3 separate regions of the Ovis aries genome follow, and regions 2 and 3 are each linked to region 1. The links are chromatin contacts, called in public Hi-C maps. All regions are on one chromosome and are shown on one strand. The core of a region is the stretch at or near the end of the contact, and the rest is flanking DNA. Distances in the headings are between cores, read along the strand shown.

Region 1 (3,982 bases), core at 397-2,896:
AAAGGGCCTAGACTACTGAAAATTAAGCCCAAAGTCTCATTCTGGAGGTGGTGAGTTATAACCCAAATTGAGTTTCCAAGTTTACAGCATCTGTTTTATTAAATTTAGAATGTTTATTACAAAGGTGTGGATGTATATGAGCAAGTTCCTATGATGCTAGGAATCTGAGCCCCTGTTGCTGGGGACTTCCTTTCCTTCTTCACTCCTGCTGGAGATGTCAACCCTCTTCTCGTGATAACAGCTCTGATGCTCCACCCAGGAGCTCGCCCAGGAGTATAGGCAATATTGGCTCTATTCCTATATTTCTGAGTTGAGAAACCTGAAGCTCACTTAAAATGATTCATATTTTATGTTGATAAAAATAGTACATGTATCTCTGTAGCAATCACTCCAGATAGCTAATCAGTCAAGATCATAGTGATCCCTAGTCTGTTTTATTTGATCCTGAGCAGTGCATACAGCCACATCTAATGATAAATATTAAGTAAGATCAGTTCAAGTTACAAACTTAAAGCACTCTAAGCAAGTAAGGTTACAGCAAACCACATTAAGACTATATCCGTGGTAAAAGACATCAGAGCCTGCATCACAGGGAGCAAGTGAGATGTGTGGGAATCAACTTGCCCTTTTCTTCCATTAAAGGGCAGAGTTTTTGGCGGGGGGGAAGAACTGGTTCCATTTCCTCCCTGCAAGCTTCCTTTTCAAAATTACAGAACACAACACACATTTCAACATGACTCCACATGACTCAGAGGCCCTTCTTAAAATAAGACCAGGCCACATTCCTGGAGACGGAATCACCTCTAACCTTCCAAGCTTGGTCAGCATCACTAACCAGGATGTGTTTTCATTCCTCAGATAGCATGGGAAAGTTCTGATTTCCACAGTTAACCTAGCTGTCAGCCAATTATTTGTTCACTGCAGCTCTAAACAAATTTTGTTTTCTTTTCTCATCGCCTCACCAAGAATGAAAGACAACCCACATAAAACCACATGTTTTCCAGTGTAAATAAAGACTGCCATCTCCAGAAAATAAGTGATTCCTGAGATGATTTTTTTTTTTAACAAAGTAGCTTATGAAAGTATGAGATTTAGAACCTGAACACTTCCGCCCCGAGAGAAACAGATCTATTCTGAGTTAATTGTGCCAGAAGACTGTTCCTTCTGCAGAACCAGGAAAACTTTTTGGTGACTGTCAAGCCCAACTTAGCATTTCTCTCCTGATTAAAAAATTGAGGGAAGTGAAGGTGCACCCCACCAGCATGTTTACACCAGTCTACACCGCTTTCCCGTCACATAACAGCAGCTGGTTCACATTGGCAGGATTGTGTACAGAAGCCTAAAGACCTGTGCATCTAACCAGAACATTTATTGGGGAGCAGGGCAATGAGGCTTGAACTTGAACCTAGAAGACTGCTTTCCTACCAGACTGCAGCTAATTTCTTTTTCTGAGAAAAGAGGATGGATAACATTGACTTCGAATGTGAATAAAGCAGGCTTATACACGTGGGACTCTTTTCAGGCCCTGAGGACTGTCCACTTGGTGGACGGGATTACTATTAATAACAGTGGATCCAGAGCTGTCATGACTAACTGGCCTGAACTCCAAAGGGACGGCTGTCTTTCATGCACTGAGTCAGAGTTTCCTTAGCGACGCGGCCCCGGGAGATAAAGAACTGTAATCACTTCCTGTGAGTGATGTCTCTCCCTCAGTCGTACAATGAGTAACATTTATATCACTGGTTTCTAAGCACTAGGCTACTTGAGAACCCCACTCCCCCCAGGCGTTTGGTTAAATCAGACTCAGAATAGTGGCTTTGGTGGCTTGGCGCCTGCGCTTCAAGACTGCCCAGCCCCTGGTCCGCGCCCCCAGCCACACTTAGAGACATACAGGCTTTGAAGTAGATCTCGCCAGCCCCCTCCCAGACACCCGACAGATGAAGTCATGGACCAGAGAAGCAATCGCCGCCTGAACAGTCGTCCTCCAGATGTGCCCTTGCTCGGGGTCGGCCCCAAGTGTCACTTCCTGGCGGAAAGAGACTGCTTGCATTTCGTTTGCATTCGAGACCCTGTTGACAAAGCCCTGCTGCAGGTGTCCCCCTGAAACTGTCACACAGTGACCTTCCTTGGTCAGAAGCGCTGTCAACATCATCTCAGGTCTCCTCTCTCCTCAGATCTCTCCTGCGCACATCTGTTCGGGAGAGGTCAGTACCCCGTTTCACTGAGATTTTTAAAAGTCATCCCATGAAGTCAGATTTTAGCAAGGACAGTAATAACAGCACCCCCTCCCCTGTCTGATGCCAGTCTCCCTCTAGCCTGTCTCCTGACTTGATCCTTTAATAGAAGGGCATCTTATCTGATGACCCAAGGTGCTGATTCATTTCCACTCCTTTCTCTTCTCCCCACCCTCCTTCCCCACCTCCTGCCCCCTCCCCTGTTTAAGCAGTTGAAGGAACCAGTGGGCCTTTGAACTCCCTTTTCCTGGAGCAAACTTTTTTCACAATCTTAACTTACTCCAAGGAAGATAAAACAAAAAGTGCTGAAACACACTGCGCAAATATAAAGTAAATAAGTAGATGCACAAAGGCCACTGTGGTTGTTGGCGCAGATGCTGGGGAGCAGCTGGGGGCTGAGACCAAGATCGGGCTGAGCCCAGGGGCCGCAGCTGGGGCCCGAGTGTGTGAATGGAGCTGAGCTGGCCTCCCACACAACAGGAATTCCTCCAAAACTATGCACTCGGTATGGGAGCGCAGGAAAAATGTGTTTAGAATATCACTAAGGAAACCCAGATACATTATCTTTGCCAGAGCACAAAAGACAGTTCAGTTAATGCCCAGCTCAAAATGACTAAAACAGAGAACATGTGTTGAATGATGCTGGGGAAGCAGAGAAGTAGAAAAAGAAGGTGGCTGGGTTCTTGATGCCCAAACAAGAGCAAGACGTGCCCTTCCCCAAACCAGGGGACTTGCTGCAGCTCTTGTTCACAGCCCTGGCTCTCTGCAGGTGAAGAAGAATTAAAAGGAAAGCATTTGGGTCTTCCCGCTCAAAAAGGTTTGGTTGTCATAGATTTCTCTTCCAAATATCAAGATGTTTGTTCCTGCCATCACACCTGTAAACACATTTTATTTAATGTGGAGGACATAGAGGTAAGAGTGTGCTTTGACTCCAGAATTTTGAGAGTATGTTTTGACCTCCACTGTTATTTCAACAAGGCACATTGTGCGTGCGCCAATGTGTGTGTGTGTGTGTGTGTGTGTGTGTGTGTGTGTGTGTGTGTGCAGAGCTCTAAATTCCACGGAGCAGTTTACTTCCATTTTAATGCAGGTTAATTTTTAGCATTATAACAGCACAGCCAATTCCTCTCTAAAAATAGGCTGTGATACGTTTACATTTGTGAAGTCGGGTAGTGACAGCTCCGTCTGCAGTACCCTTGAACTGATCACCAGCTGTAAAAAGATGGCGGGAGCAGTGGTTTCCTGTGGCACAATGACCCTCCCACTGTTCTCCTCCGGCCTGGGCCAGCCCAAGAGCAGATGGGCTCCCGTCAACCTCTTCACACTACCCTGTGTTATTTCCTCTTCTGCTGTTGCATTTTGGTAGCAAAGTTAAAGATTCGGGCTTTTAAAATATAGTTATTAATTCTTTTAAAAATAGCCTGAACAAGTTCATGGTAGTCTTCTTAATCCCCTGCAAAATAACCAAGCTGGACAGAATGAGGACCCCACACTCTGGGGAAGGAAGTATTCATTACAAGTGACAGGGGATCTTTCTGTGCCTTTTAAAGCTCATTGCTTGAAAAATGCGGCCCTTTTAATACACACTTGTACATGGCTGTATCTTCACAGATCACACTCATACTTTTTTCTTGGACTGGTTTTCTTTTCTGGCTGATAGCTTGAAGCAGATGTGGTTCTAGAAAACCAGTGAATTACCCCTGGGACTAAGTAATGGCCCAGACCTCAAAGCCACAGTAGAAACATTC
Region 2 (3,982 bases), core at 708-3,207, 300 kb before region 1:
CAGATGGTCCCTGTGTTACAGCTAATGAACCTACATGGACGCGTCATCATCACCCGGAGCCTATAGCTGACATGGGTCACTCTTGGTGTTGTACGTTCTGTGGGTTTGGATAAAAATATAATGACATGTATCCACCATTACAGTGTTAAAAAGAGTAGTTTTACTTCCCTAAATATACTCTGTCTTCTTCCTTGTCCCCCCTTCCCCCCTCTCTAGCAATCCCTGATACTTTATATTCTCTACATAGTTCTGCCTTTTCCAGAATAGCATAGGGTTGGAATCGCATGTTTGTATAGTTTCACTCTACACACTCTTAGAGGGATGGACAGGTTAAATACCAGGCAAGTGTTAAATGAAAAACAAAAATGCTTAAGCTTGGAAATGACAAGTTCTTATTTATAAGTGTCACAAAATTTCATCCTATGTATTTTTGAATCGTATGTTCTACACATATATGGATTCATTTTAAAGCAATTATCCCAGGTTTTTAAAGCAGATTTAAGAATATGATATGGTATAAAAAAGTCTAGACTAAGTTTTAATAGTTGATGATGAAATCTCATAAAATAACACAACAACCGTTGAGGTTATTAATGCTTGATTTTCATGCCTCATGGTTCAGAATCTGCCATCAGGAAATACTGTGTAAGCCTGTTTGCTTTCAAATTAAATTTTTTCCCTTGTTTTCTTTTCAGTCTATTTGGTTCCCTAACTACCACTGTTGAGGCAGATATTTTAATTTGGTTATGGCCAAGGCAAGGCTGTGTTTATCACATTGCCCACATTTTTCCTTCAGACCAGCACATGTAACTGAATTCTATGGGTGCTATTGAAAGCATGTCTAAGAAAGGCATTGGGCCTCAGTGTCTTTTACTGACTGTAAATAAATTGGTTGTGAGACTGGAGATCTGAGGGCTTTATTATATCAAAGCTGGCTCTGGGAAAATGCTGAATTTCGTAAATAATAACAGCCAAAAGAAACTCAGATGTGCCAACTTCTGAAGCAAATTGGGACTTCGAATAACTTCCAAAGGAAGAAATGCTTTTACCAGCTGTAGAATTAAAATGCAGATGTTAGTCACACTTTGCGCTCTTCATTAAAATAAAACACTGACAAATGCAAAATCATTTGTAAAAGTATGTGTGTGTGTGAGTGCTGTGTCTATTCTGCATGTCCAGCTCTTTGTGACCGAATGGACTGTAGCCCACCAGGCTCCTCTGTCCATGGGGCTCTCCAGGCAAGAACAGTGAAGCGGGTAGCCATTCCCTTCTCCAGGGGATTTTCCCAACCTAGGGGTTGAACCCCCCCATCTCCTGCAGCTCCTGTATTGGCAGGTGGATTCTTTACAGTCTGAGCCACCACATACACACATATATATATACATACTGTGTACTCTTCATATAGAAAACTACATGTATATAAATATATACACAAACATAGACATGCATTTAAAAAGCATAGTACTAGGAAAAATAAGATATATACAAGTGTAGTAAAGTACATATGCAATATAAAAGTACACATGTAACATTAATATTATTAATACATATAGTGTTTTAACACATACAATGTAACATTGTTAATATTAATAGTGTACACTCACTATATAGACTAATATATTTTAAAATATATTCTATATTAATGTATAATCTTCCAATGCACATTGTACTATATACTAGTATGTTTTTAAAAAACCGAAAGAAGCTTAGGTTCTCTGTGTGTCCCTACATGTGACATCCATATTTTTCCTGGTTTCTCTATCTGTGGTCACGGTATTCTTTATCTGAGAACACATTTCTCAGTGCAGTCTGAAGGTCACCAGGCTGGGGATCTCTGAGGAGAGGAAGGACCACAGGATTTTGTGATTTTGTAAACAATCTCCTTGGAGATTCCTACTAAGAGCGGATGAAGGATCACCAGGTACTTACTGAAGGTGAACAGTAGGGGGCAGAGGTGTCCACAATTCTGTTTTGCCAGCTCTGCTGCTCTGAGGCCAGGAACTTTGACTTCAGACTGCTTACCACACAGAGTTTTTAGGTGAAGATTTCTTGTCTGTTCTCTTCCCAGCCTTGAAACAAATAACTTTTTATCTTGGTGAAGGTAATACAAGTTCTCCAAACAAAATTTGAAAAATATCTAAGGTACAAAAATAGAAACAAAACCAAAAATGACCACTGAAATTTCCATCGTCAAAGAATAAATATTCTGATAATATTGTATTAGTTGCCTGTATACTTGTGTGTGTGTATATGTGCACATATGCAAAATTATAGTATGTACATAATGAAGTGAAAGAAAGTGAAATGAAAGTGTTAGTTGCTCAGTTGTGTCCAACTCTTTGCAACCCCGTGGACTGTATACCACCAGGCTCCTCTGTCCATGGAATTCTCCAGGCAAGAATACTGGAGTGGGTTGCCATTTCCTTCTCCAGGGAATCTTCCTGACCCAGGGATCGAACCTGGGTCTCCTTCATTGCAAGCAGATTCTTTACCGTCTAAGTCACCAGGGAAGCTTATGTACATAATACATACAATAACATATCAAATTACATTTTATATATCCTATTTATATCATATTGTATATATCATATTCATTCACACACATACAGTTTTCAAAAATACAGATTGCTCTGAAATACTCAATTACATTTTGTTTCCTTTCTCATCTAATCTGTGTCTGGGTGGCCAACAGATAAAATTCCTTACAAAATATACCAGGCTAAGCACTCAACCAAAGGAGTTCAATACTGTAGTGGCCTCAGGTTACATGAAGGAAAAAGAAGATGTATTTCCCTTTTCTTTTTTTCAGCACGTCTGGGTCACAGAGACCCAGGCACCAGTTCATTACAAACTCACGTTCTATTATATTTGTTGCAAAAAGCCTCAAGTTGCTTGAGAATGTCAAAATCTTAACACACTCTATTGTCTGCGAGCTCTGGTGTGATGTTCACTACTCTTGTATGAATTTTGTGCCTTAGAAATGTCTGTCTTGGATATTCTACCCTCTTGAAGACATGTTTCCTTCAGGTTTTACTTGAAATATTTTTTATTTTTTTTTTGTTCCCTATTGGGTAACTAGGAAAGCTTGACTAATATAATTGTTTAGACTGCCAGGAGTCAACAGTCAGAAATTAGATCAGCTAAACTGACTCTTTCCCTTAATAAATATTTAGTGAAATCCTACTACCATCTGACTCGTGGACGAATGTTAAACAAGGTGGACTCTGCCAATGTTCTAGCCTCTGCCTGAAATGCCAGTCATGGCAACAAAGTGGTGTTTTTCTCCATAACTTTTATGTACGCTAAGAAAAACCTTATTCTGAGTGTTACTGACTTAGGGACACAAGCCTTTGAGAATTTGCAGGTCTACAGGGAGGCTGGGAGTGTAGTTAGTCCCAGGGTTACACCTCAGAGTACCTGCCTTGTGCTCTTGGGGCCTACTGAAGTGTTGTAAGGCCTTCCCATAAACACTGAGCCAATTAATTTAATCAAATTAACTTAATTCAGTTAACATCAGATTCTGTGAGAGAATTTGTTAAATATTCTTGTGGATTAAAAAAGATCTTCTCATTCAAGACATGTTACTGGAAATCAGATATCCATGTGCAAAAAGTAAACAGCATTAGGAAATAAATCTTACTTTATGTGGCACTGCATGTAAAAAAGCAAAACTTTAAAAATGTAGAAGAAAAATATGCAAGTCTCTTTATGTCCAGAAGGGAAAAAACAATTACTTAAACCAACTGTAAAGGAAAAAAAAATGAATGCAGTCAATTTATCAATAAACAAAAATTAGTATATTAAATGGGCTTCCCTTGTGGCTCAGATGGTAAAGAACCCATCTGCCAATGCAGGAGATGGAAGAGATTCGGGTTCAATCCCTGGGTCAGGAAGATCCCCTGGAGAAGGAAATGGCAACCCACTCCAGTATTCTTGCCTGGGAAGTCCCATATGGATAGAGGAGCCTGACAGGCTACAGTCC
Region 3 (3,982 bases), core at 398-2,897, 280 kb after region 1:
AGCCCACTTGAGGCCTTCCACACAGTGTCTGATCAGAACCAGAACCAGGACCCGTGGCCCATAAACACTCTGTGGACCCAACTCCTGAGGGTGACACACTTTCCCATAGTTCACCCTCTCCCCAGGAATACCAGGCTTCCAAGGAAAAAGTATTAAGACATTTTCAGCAGCATCTTAAACAGTGTGCATGTGGCCAAGTCCCACATGGAGCACAGAGGGAATAAGGAGCGTGCACGGACCAGAGATAAGTGGGGTCCATGCAGGAGGCACCAGGCTGGCGGTTACAGCCGAGTCCGACCCAGCTGTGTGCAAGCATTGCTCACACACAAGCCACCCTGGGTTATCAGTGACAGGAAAGCAGGGTCTTGCCCATTTTACTCATTTTTTACAACCGAGAACAAATATTGACTTAGCACTTATAGAATACCTCCCACCAGATTAGAGGTCAGTGTAGAATTCTAGTGAATGAAAATAAGATGTTAATTATTATAGCTTCATGGTGTCTTTAGAAGGAAACTCAGGATGAATTTTTAGCCTACAATCGAGAGAGCCATGTCGTCAGGAACGAATTCTCTTGGAGGGGATTGAAAGAGAAATGGTGAGTCCAGATTATTCCCTCACAGGCAATGGGATTCTTAACTGGGGCACAGCCATGACTGGGGGTTGGTCTGAGGCTCCCTCTGATAAGATGCTAGGTCACCCTCACTCAAGGGGGTGGACACCTATGGCTTGGCCAGGTGATTTCCTGCAGATAAACCCAGCAGGTCCTTGACGTGGGTCTCCGTGTTGAGAATCTGAGCCAAATCACGTCAGCGTCCAAGACAGCCCGGGGCAGGATTTCAGAAGCATGAGGACTAGGGGCCTCTGTTCCCCTCCCATCCTCACCTTTGCCCTCAGAGCCCCAGACAATGTCGTCTACCTGATCTGACTCGGGGCCAGGTCTGGACTCCTCCAGCTGCCGAGTTACAGCAATTTTCACAAGTGGTAGCACCAAGGCATGAGCCATCCTGCCCTGGAGGTAGCATGGTGATGAATTACAGACAAATCACCTTAATGAGCCCCGGGGGTGGGAGTGGGGAATCTCAGGGCGGGGGGAGGGGAGCATGTTCTAAACTCAGCAAGCATCAGACACCCATATGTGAAGAAAGCCAGCTCGATTTCCTGATTCCAGGAAAAGAGCCATTTTTGCTGGAAGGAGACTCTGAATACTGTACACTTCAACACTGCTGTTTTGTAGAAGTGGAAAAGCAAATCCAAGCTCAAATGGCCACTTGGTAGCCAAGCCAGGCAAAAGCTTGGTTCCCTGGTGTCCAGTCCCTCTGCCACGCAGCTGGAGCACAACTCTCAGTCTTCGGAAGCCACTGTGCATTCATGTTAGGGCTTTGGTGACAGGAGTGAATTATGATTTCCCTGGGCAAAACTGCAGCTCCACTTAGGCTGCTGGGCAAACACTGTCCCTTCTGTTAGGGAAGGTTCGGATAAAGATAAATAATAAACAAGGCAACAGCTGCTGCCAAAACCACTCGCCGGAACTTTCTTTCTTGGTAATAGAGCAATGAGTGTGTTTTCCCTAAGAACTTGTTTCTGGCAACGTGTACAAACAAAGCCACACACACGGTGACAAACTGTGCTGCTTACAGTTTTGCTAATGACACTCTTGTTATTGAAACAGGAAGTGACTCAGCCACGACCAATCATATATTTTATTCCGTTGTGTTGGCTCACTTGAAAAAAAAAAAAAAAAAACCTATCGCAAGGCAACAGTGTTTGTTTTCCAAATAATACACTTTCTTTGAGGAAAAAAATGTATCAGAGACCACTTTGAGATTTTAATGAATATTTTCTAGGAAATTAGGGGAGAGTTCCTCAATAGATATATCATCATCAAATTATTGCAAAATAAGCTTCACAAGTATCATACAGAATCAAGTGAGTATTTTTTAATGAAAGGAAATGTATGCTTAATATTTTTAAGGATATGGAATCTGGTATTTGCCATTCAGTTGTAAAACCTTTTACACCTCTGAATAGTAAATGACTGCTACTAACTGCAAACTTAAAAATGGTTATGGACACCCTTGGAGACATTGGAAGGTACTGCATTTTTAGCTTTTACTAACTTCACTATGACCAGGGTTGAACTGAATTTTGCCTTTGTCCAATACAGCTTTGCATCTACACAGGGAAAATGAATAATATAAAAAATATGTTTCAAAGTATAAGACATTTAAACAAATTGCCACATAAATGACTAAATCTGATTGCCTATTAAATACTGAGTGTGTGTGTGTGATAGTTCATGGGGGTGTTCAAGAACCATGCCTTTTCTACTAAAATGTGCTTCAAATGAGGAATAAAGGATTAAACAAATTTTGATCTTTAGTTGCTCACGAAGTCCCCCACCCAGCCCTTAAGTGATTCAAATAGAAAAGCTTCACTGACAATGGAGTTAGACGCCTGACATTTCTTGTCAATCACTGACTTTTATAGTAAGCCACACTTCCACCTGTGCACTATGTATTTTCTATAAACTCCTTCCACTTCGAGGTTTCCCTGGTGGCTCAGACAGTAGAGTATCTGCTGCAGTGCAGGAGACCCACTTTCCATCCCTGGGTCCGGAAGATCCTCTGAAGAAGGGAATGACAACCCACTCCAGGATTCTTGCCTGGAGAATCTCATGGACAGAGGAGCCTGGTGGGTTACAGTCAATGAGGTCACAAAGAGTCGGACTCACACTTTCACTTTCTCCCACCTTGGGATTGTGAGGGGAGACTGGATGGCTCGGCGGGGGACCTTCAGTCCCACTGTGGGCCTCCTACTGCTCAGGAGACAGAGGGTTGGCTGGAGACCTGGCCTGGGTCACAAGCAGACCCAGAACCAGGGCACACAGGCCCTACTCATCCATTCTATCAAGCCTTGCCCTCTCCCCTCATGGGAGAATCAGGACTGCCCTGGTTCAGTTCTCTATAGCATGCTCAAGCGTTCAAAAGACATAGGCCCTCTCTCTCTCATTTTTTTTTTTTCTTTTCCCTCCTTAAATCTCAGAATGAATAGTTTCCATCTGTAATTGTTGGTTTTATATTTTTAAATAGTGAACCAAAAAACTTAATGTCTCATTATCTCTGAAATGATTCGTGCATTCGCTACACACAACTCTGCTGATAATGGCCCAAGACTGTCACTTCGTCTGCTCAAAGAAAGTTCTTTTTTTAATTTTTCTTGACTGGTCTGTGGATTGCCAGATATCTGCTGTTTCCACACTCTGCACAGATCTAATTTAAGTGGTATTTAAAAAAAAAAAAAAAAAGATACCCTAGACATTATCCTGGATTGGCAGTTTCAGAAACACATGCGGTTTCAAGCCATCATTGCAGATCTGAAGCAAATTATTTCTGTAAATGTGTGAAAAATTGACTTTTCTCAAGAATGGCTCGTGAAGTACACAAGCCAAGACCTATTCAGGAAAACCACAGCTCCTGACATTCCCTCTCCATGATTTTCCTGGAGACGAGAAGTCCTGAATAAATTCAGTTTTTCTAAAATGACAGATTTTGTCAATTTGCTTTTTAGAGTCCTGTGTTTTCTTGGGCTCTGTCATGTAATATTTTACCTTAAAGCATTAAGAAAACATCTCTCTGCTCTGACATCTATAAGGGATCCTGGGCTCAGGAGAGCGACATGATTTCTCACCCCAGAAGTTCAAGGCTTTGCGGTTGTACGCTCACTGCACAAAGAAACAGTCACACCGTAAGGTTTTCTCGCTACCATGACAACATGTGATTTCCAAGTATCAATTTTTCTGCCAGGCAGCTCCAGGATTTAACTCCCAAAGAGATGTTGCCTTTCAAAAAGGTAAACTTTTAAAATAGTGCTATAAATAGCTCATCATCCAGAGGGTTTTCTTTCCATAGCAGGGTGTCTGAGGACAGGTAATTCTAGACAAATATTTGCAACCGACTCAGACCCTAAAATTAATTATTGA

Evidence for each region. Hi-C and Micro-C count contacts between places; a contact is called where the count stands out from the background.
Region 2: a contact with region 1 is called in a Hi-C map of muscle, with 4 times the contacts expected there. The contact joins two enhancer-like sites. A contact is called at or near these places in 4 of 16 Hi-C or Micro-C datasets (muscle, skin fibroblasts and tail adipose tissue).
Region 3: a Hi-C map of tail adipose tissue shows a contact between it and region 1, with 2.5 times the contacts expected there. The contact joins two enhancer-like sites. A contact is called at or near these places in 2 of 16 Hi-C or Micro-C datasets (skin fibroblasts and tail adipose tissue).

What each region holds. Positions count from the first base shown.
Region 1 is chr13:43,880,610-43,884,591 of ARS-UI_Ramb_v3.0, forward strand. No RefSeq gene overlaps it. Among named protein-coding and RNA genes, the nearest start is that of KLF6, 300 kb to the right of the region's middle. Within about 2 kb of position 1,647, at least 32 of the 54 cell types and tissues checked have an H3K27ac peak or open chromatin away from gene starts, as enhancers often do. A contact at or near this core is called in muscle and tail adipose tissue, where this site is marked.
Region 2 is chr13:43,584,319-43,588,300 of ARS-UI_Ramb_v3.0, forward strand. The region is part of intron 1 of LOC105611101 (a long non-coding RNA gene); the gene reads left to right. Among named protein-coding and RNA genes, the nearest start is that of AKR1E2, 99 kb to the left of the region's middle. Within about 2 kb of position 1,958, at least 12 of the 54 cell types and tissues checked have an H3K27ac peak or open chromatin away from gene starts, as enhancers often do. A contact at or near this core is called in muscle, where this site is marked.
Region 3 is chr13:44,164,519-44,168,500 of ARS-UI_Ramb_v3.0, forward strand. No RefSeq gene overlaps it. Among named protein-coding and RNA genes, the nearest start is that of KLF6, 16 kb to the right of the region's middle. Within about 2 kb of position 1,648, at least 18 of the 54 cell types and tissues checked have an H3K27ac peak or open chromatin away from gene starts, as enhancers often do. A contact at or near this core is called in tail adipose tissue, where this site is marked.